Regions from separate parts of the Gossypium hirsutum genome. Here region 2 is linked to region 1. Evidence: chromatin contacts called from public Hi-C data. All regions are on one chromosome and are shown on one strand. The core of a region is the stretch at or near the end of the contact, and the rest is flanking DNA. Distances in the headings are between cores, read along the strand shown. Region 1 holds the start of LOC107892035 (40S ribosomal protein S7). Region 2 holds the start of LOC107891992.

Region 1 (3,687 bases), core at 659-3,158:
CAGTATATATAAACCAAGTAAACACTTAAAAACAAGAACATGTGCATCGATTAAACCAATTGGAAGTCATTATCAATAAGAACTAGAGATTTATGTTAAAGGTTAAGCCAGATGTAAAAGAATTCGAGAACACATACATTTATTAAAAGCATAATTAATCTATTATTTCTTGCAGAACAGCAATGTATCAGAGTAGAACGACCCAATGATGAAAGCATCTTATGCAACATATATGAATTTAAAGTTTACCATATTCTGTACTAAATGGTAATGCACTTAAAGAAATTGTAAATTTGAAAACCTAAATAAATTCACATTCAGGCTGGTCTTACTCTAATTGTTTTCATTATACAGAAGGAAGAAATTTGAAAGAGTAGCTTGGTCCTTCACTCACCTTGCCACTGAACTTCTTTTCAAGTTCCCTCACAAGCTTAACATGAACCTTGCGGAAAGCTTTCCTCAATCTATATGGGACATGGACAACAACAGCTTTCCGGCTCCCAGAAACATCAATTTGGCTGCATGTAAACAAATTTATATTAATAATATGACCGAAAAATACACGAGAGAGCTAACAAGTAATGCATCCCAGTGAGCAATTCTTACACTGCTGAATTAATATAGAGATCTTTAAGGTCACTTTTCAGATCTTGATTGGTATTCTCCAAATCAAAGAATGCCTGAAACAGAGAAGTAAATGCACATGTAATGAAATCATAACCAGAGCACATTTGCAGGAACTTTTCAAGTGAAGAAAACATAAGAACATTATAAAACCTGCGCAACAGACTCCTCAAATTCTGTTGGTTCAGCATCCTTATCTTTGTGGATCTTCTTCCTTGATGTATACATCTTTGAGATCTGCATGAATGGATAGATAAAAAGTTGAAAGGAATTTTAGGAATTTCAAACAAGTTCAATTACAAATCAGATTGACCAGAAATTCGACCAAATATTATCCATAGGCAAAATTTCACTTAATATTAAAAAAGATAAGATCCAGCTCTCAGTTTTATTACCCAATTTATGATGTGCAGGACCATGATACCACTTTCAGAAGAAATAACAAGTTGGATGTTTTATAAAGTTCTCATTATGCCAAATTTCAACTTGGAATGCTCTATACCGACTTGGCAACTTATACTAGAACATTGTAGTTAACCAATTACTCTGGCAACCCATCAGTTCTATACTATATTATCAGTAAACTGACATTAATCTTGCTGATTTTAAGTGATTGTTAATTGATTCCCATAGTAAGTTAAATGACAAAAATTTGAGCACACACAAAGTTTAGGATTTTTCACACATTTTATCTCAAAAAGACAACATTGAATTACAAATGTCAAAAACCAAAATCCAAGATTCAAACAAAACTATTAGCTCAGAAAGTAATATATATATCGACACACTAACAGATAGAGAACCCTAAAGAACATTATTGAAATCCTAGAAACAGAATTGAATTACTAAAAGTAAACAGCCGAATCAGAATCAAAACAGCATTTATTTCCATCTACATTTTTCCAGCATATAAACAAGCCACAGAAAATTAGCATATCTTGCAACAATCAGAGTAACAAAAAGTCAAAAAGAAAGCTCTGTCACTCTGTTGTTTTATGAGAAAACTGAATATGAAAATAATAAATAAATAACAAAGACATATATCATCATTCTCACTCCTTTTAAGACATTTTGCGCATTTTCTAGGAAACCAAACAGGTGATTGGAAAATGAAAAGAGGTACCTGAAAGAGAAGCCAAAAATGGAAGAGATGAGAGACACCAAAGTGAAAGAGGAGGCTCTGTTTTAATTCTCCACCGTGAATAAGAAACCCTAGGGTTTCAGTGGAAGGCTACGATGTTTCTTCTACACGTGGACGGATGTGATTCAGTTTGGTTTACATTCGGGCCGGGATTTACATTGTCTGACTTATATGGGCCTTTATAATAAGTATGGATTTGAGTTGTAATGGTTCTTACATTAAGTTTCATTACAAGCTAAAAAAAAAAAAAAAAGTAGAGTTCGGTTTTCTCCAAATTTGAAAGTCCGTCTAATTCAAGCTCCTAATAATTCAAGTTTAAAAATTTTGAAAAAATTTAATCAATGTAAAAATTTAAATTCGAGATTAATGAACAACTAAACATGCAATTAATATAATTAATATAATTATAAAATAATAACAGAATAGTTATAATAAATATTAATAATTAATATAATTATATTATATTACTTAAAGTAAAAAAAATAAAAATAAATTATCATTATTTATTTTATCAAAATATATTCATAAGCATTACATATTTATGTTAAAATTTTATTAATATTATATTATTTTTATGTAAATTATAAAGTGAAATAATATTTTTAAAAATATTAATCGAATATAGAATATTTTTAATACTATAACTAAACATGTATAATAAATATATAAAATTAAAAATTATTAAATCTATAAAATTTAAATTAAATTAATAATATCTATAATAAATTAATTTAATAATATGATAACTAGTGTTATACTTATCACAAATAATTAAACATGATTTATCATGCAATAATAATATCATTACTAATAAATTTAATTTTAAACCATATTTTTAATAAAAATTACATTTAATAATATAAATTAGAAATTTTAAAATCTTTTTAAAAATTAAAGGAAAAAATAAAATATCCAAATAGAATATATTAATAAAAAAATATTTTGCAATTCATAAAGTCATAAAAATATATAAATTCGATAATTGTTAATACAATTACATAAAACCAAACCACCATAGATCCAACTCCCAAGTTCAAAGTATGAGTAACATTCAAAAATTTTACCTATATTATTATCTTTATATTTATTATTAATTTGGATTGGATTTATTTTTATTTAAGTTGGGTTTTGAATAAAGTTTAAATTGGGTTAAGGTTTGGGTTTGATTGGCATTGGGTTTGGGTTTGGGTTTGGGTTTGGGTTTGGGTTTAGGGTTTAAATATATACCATATTTAATAGGTGTAAAGTCGATTAATTTGATATAAATAATTTTGAATTTCAAAACTGAAACCAAACCAACAACACCAAATTAACTGATTACCTAACTCGCCCTTAAAATGAACTAAAAAAATTGAATTTACCAACTGATTTAACTGGTTCAATTTAGTCAATTAAATCAGTTTTAATCGCTAACTATGATAGATTTTATGTTATTACATAATATAATAATATAGTATATTGTTAGAGTTGTGTGATTCAAATTCTAAGAGATTGCTTGCAAGTCAAGTTAAACAAAATACATTTTCTTTCTAGAAAATTTAATATTTATTAGCATAATATATTTAACATTTATTAGCATAATATATTTGACATTGATTAATTAGGTTTTTTCAACCTATAAATAGATGTAGTCGAAATTCCTCTTATATCATTCGAATTCGACATTCTTGAATTTTCTTCTCATCTGCCCGTGGTTTTCCCCCGAAAAGGTTTTCACATAAAATCTGTGTGTTCTATTTTTTCTTTTTCTTCGCGATCTTTCTACATTGCCATTATCTACATTCAGTTTTTAACTAATTGGTATCAGAGCTTTTTTCAGGTTGCTTGTTTCGATCACAATAATGACAACAATGAAGTATGATATTTTGCTGTTGGATCGCAACACCAGATTCTCGTTGTGAGAGATAAAGATGCAGGCAGTC
Region 2 (3,687 bases), core at 350-2,849, 140 kb before region 1:
AATGGATAAATTTTTAACTGAAAATATTGTTTTGCTCTATAATTTAACGTAATTTAATATAAATAAACTAACTTATCTATTTTTTTAATAGAAAGAGATAAAATACAACCTAATTAATAGTACTTAAGCTTTCATGATATTTTTACCCACGAATAGTCCCAATTTCAACTATGAAAAGAAACAGAAGCGAAACATGTAACAACCCAAAGAAAAGATATTATTATTTTGTTCCCACGCTTGAAGTTGATTAATGGTATCCTAAACTTGCCTATAATGTAATGCTACCCTATTTCATATCCAAACAGAACAATTTCCGATCATGTATCACGACATGACTCGATAGGTCGGGTTATAGTGCGAGTTTGCATAATAAGGTTGTAAAAAAGAGGGCAATAATACAGAAAAGTGATATAAAAGATTGGATAATTAAGAACCCAAAGCTGGGGTTAATTCTGGGTCATAAACAGCAGAGAAAGACGACTGGATATCAACTGGATTCCATGTTTCTGAACAATGATTCAACGGGGTGTTTTAACGATTCAGGAAGAGTTAAAAGAAACAGGTATACCGTACCTTGGTTCAATTCAAGTATATAAGGCTTATCACGACAATAGCAGACAAATGCAGAGGTTACAGTTCGGTTGTATCCACATCTTCCGCCAGAATCCTTGCAGTGTTCGCAATAAGGATCGTCTGCAAAGTATCTAATATCAAAGGGTTGGACTAAACTTTCATTAACAGTGCTGATTCCGCCAATCAGATCATCAAAGGCCTTTTTCCCAATAGGAATTTCAACTTGTTCACTGTATCCAATACATTCATTTTCATCCTCCTTAAAGAACATGAGGGAAGTTTCTTTTCCACCCTTTCTGCAACTGAAACGATGATTCGGACCTCCCCTGCTTCGGCAGTCGTAGAACAGCGTAATGTTTTCAGCAGTTTCAGTATAATTAAAAGCATTGTTCATCAAAATCGGCTGAGGACAAGTGTTGTTTAATTCCACTCGTTTGATTGTCAACAAACCATGAGACCGATTGAGATGCAGCACATAGAATTCTTGGGAACTGAGCGTCATAACAGGGGGCTGATTCTGCCTGCACTTCAGCTTATACCCTTCATCACCGTAACCGCAATATGAAGGTCGATTATATTGATGGGTCCAGAAAGGATATGAAATATTAACAAGGTTTCCACAATCAAATGGAGCGCATGAAGTAAAGTGGAAATCATCTCGGGCGTAAGACAGCTGGAAAATAGTTAAAAGGAATAAGATGGAGAAGGAAGATGGTGAAAGGAAGAAGGCATCCATGGAAGAATGAGTGAATAGTTGGTTTAAAGTGAAAAAGGGTTTATATGTACATATAAAAACAGAGTGAGAAGGTCAGATAGATTGAGGAGACAAAAATTGGGGTTGGGTTGGAAATTTAACAGAAGAGGAAGGAGGGGGGTTACAAAATTTCCAAGAGATACAAGGGTGCTGACCTTGACTTGTGGAAAGGTACTTCACATGTGGTTGAATGCGAAGTCACGGGTCACAGACGTAATGCCATTTAGTGGCTTATTTTTCATGGACAAATCATCTTCAAAAATCTCGTTCAAGTTTTTGGCACAGAAGGTTTACCACTCCACTACGAATTTTTAGTTTTCCACCACTTAAATGACTAGCATCGTTCTTAAATTTGAACTTAATAATCAAAATACCATACTATGACAAAAAAAAAACAAAAAAAAGTGTGATAACTCCAACATAAATATAAAAACACTTCAAATTTATGTATCAATACTAGAGGTGATTATGGGCCGGGCAGCCCAGCCCGACGGCTAGCCCAAAATATGAAAGGGTTCGAGTAAAAATGTAGGCCCGAAATATAGGTTTGGACAAAAAAGAGGCCCGTTTAGAAAACGGACCGGGCCTTAGGCAAAAATTTTTTGGCCCGGGCTCGGCCTGGCCCGAATATAATAAATATTTTTTTTTAATTTCTAAAATACATTTCCCATTTCCCAATTCCCTTCCCCATTTCCCATTTCCCATTTCCGCATGCATCTGATAAAAATCCCTAAGCCATTCCCTCCTCCCTTTTTTTCCCCAATTCGAAAATCCACCTCCACAGATCCACCATTCCACCTCCAGTCCTCCACGGCTCCACCCAATTCAAAAATCCACCTCCACAGCTCCACCTCTGCTCTAACGGTGCTTCTACGTCTTCTACCTTTGAATTTCAAAGGTGAGCTTGCTGCTGTTAACCCTAGTTTATGTCGAAGTAGTTTTTTGCTTTTTGCTTTTTGCTTTTTGATTTTGATTTTGATTTTGATTTTTGCTGTTAACGGTTTTTTTATTTTGATTTTGAGACACTGAATCTTCGGGGGGAATTAAATCTGGAACTTTGGTTTTGATTTTAATTTTTGCTGTTAACCCTATTTCCTGTTCGAACAATTAGACTAATAGGTTTAAAGCAATCAAAGATTGTGTTGACATATTTAACCTTTAAATGTTGCGTGTTTTAATCTTGTTATGATTTTGATTTTAATTTTTGATGTTAACCCTATTTCCTATTCGAACAATTAGACTAATAGGTTTAAAGCAGTCAAAGATTGTGTTGACATATTTAACCTTTAAATGTTGCGTGTTTTAATCTTGTTATGCATAAAATGAAGAAGCATTTCTGCATAATCATCTACTCGTGGAACTTGGAGAAAGAAGTAGAGAGTTTAATAGTGTTGAAGATGTCATCCTTATATTTTCAGTGTGTTTGACACTCATGGAAAACTTTACTTATGAATAAATGTATAAGATCATCATTGGAAATAATTCAAGAGATAAATTTAGATATTATATGAATTTTTCAAACTGATCTAAATGTTGCTAAAGAGCTCTTGTATCAGTCTATAAATGTTACTTTATTGAGTTTTTTTTATTGTTTTTGTTCAACACTCCTACTCCTATATAAGTATTATTTGATTTAACTGATAGTGAGAGTGTCCTTTTGAAGAACTGATAGTGAGAGTGTCCTTTTGAACCCTCGTTATATTGCAGTTTGGGAATGAATAGTTGATAAAAATAGAAAGGTAATTCTAAATTTCAAATTACTCCTTGAAAATTTGATCAAAATTTGACTTTCCCAGATTTTGATTTTGCAAATGGACATGTGGACTTGTGTTGGTTAATTATTTTTGGAATTTTAGATTAGTAATAATGATGTTGAGAATTGAGATTGTCCTTTTGACACCTAGTTGTATTGTTGTTTATGTTTCTGCAGTTTGGCAATGAATATTTGATAAAATGGCAAGACAAACTAATACCTTTTTCTTGAACAATGGTTGAGTACTAATATTGAGTACTAATATTGGTGGTATTAGCTACTCTGTTTCAGAAATTAGGGTTAATATTGATAAAAGAGAGAATATTAATAATTTCACTATTTTTAAAATCTTTAATTGAATTTGTTAAATCTGAATATTATGCTGAATATTCAATATTTTTAATATTGAATTTGTTGAGAATATTATGCTGTCATGTTTTTTTTTATTGGGAAAGACATGTTCTGGTATGTCTCTTTGTTGGTACATTGGAATTTTAAACTCCTAGAAGATGCTTAGATTAAAGCTTTTACTGATGCTTATGAGTAAACGCCAATAACCATTGATAACTTAAGGTTCAATCAAGCTAAAAAATATTGTTCTGTATCT

The links. A called contact is a pair of places that touch in the nucleus more often than the background predicts.
Region 2: a contact with region 1 is called in a Hi-C map of leaf, with 2.3 times the contacts expected there. The contact joins the promoter of LOC107891992 here to the promoter of LOC107892035 in region 1. A contact is called at or near these places in 9 of 34 Hi-C or Micro-C datasets (anther, cotyledon, hypocotyl and 2 more).

Annotation. Positions count from the first base shown.
Region 1 is chrD09:25,516,435-25,520,121 of Gossypium_hirsutum_v2.1, reverse strand. LOC107892035 (40S ribosomal protein S7) reads right to left here and starts at 1,908. Exons shown (of 6, transcript XM_016817001.2): 1 at 1,748-1,908; 2 at 778-861; 3 at 607-680; 4 at 395-518. The coding sequence starts at 852.
Region 2 is chrD09:25,654,282-25,657,968 of Gossypium_hirsutum_v2.1, reverse strand. It overlaps LOC107891992, which reads left to right and starts at 1,599. Exons shown (of 3, transcript XM_016816941.2): 1 at 1,599-2,225. The coding sequence starts at 2,039. LOC107891991 (LEAF RUST 10 DISEASE-RESISTANCE LOCUS RECEPTOR-LIKE PROTEIN KINASE-like 2.1) reads right to left here and starts at 1,516. Exons shown (of 3, transcript XM_016816940.2): 1 at 574-1,516. The coding sequence starts at 1,309.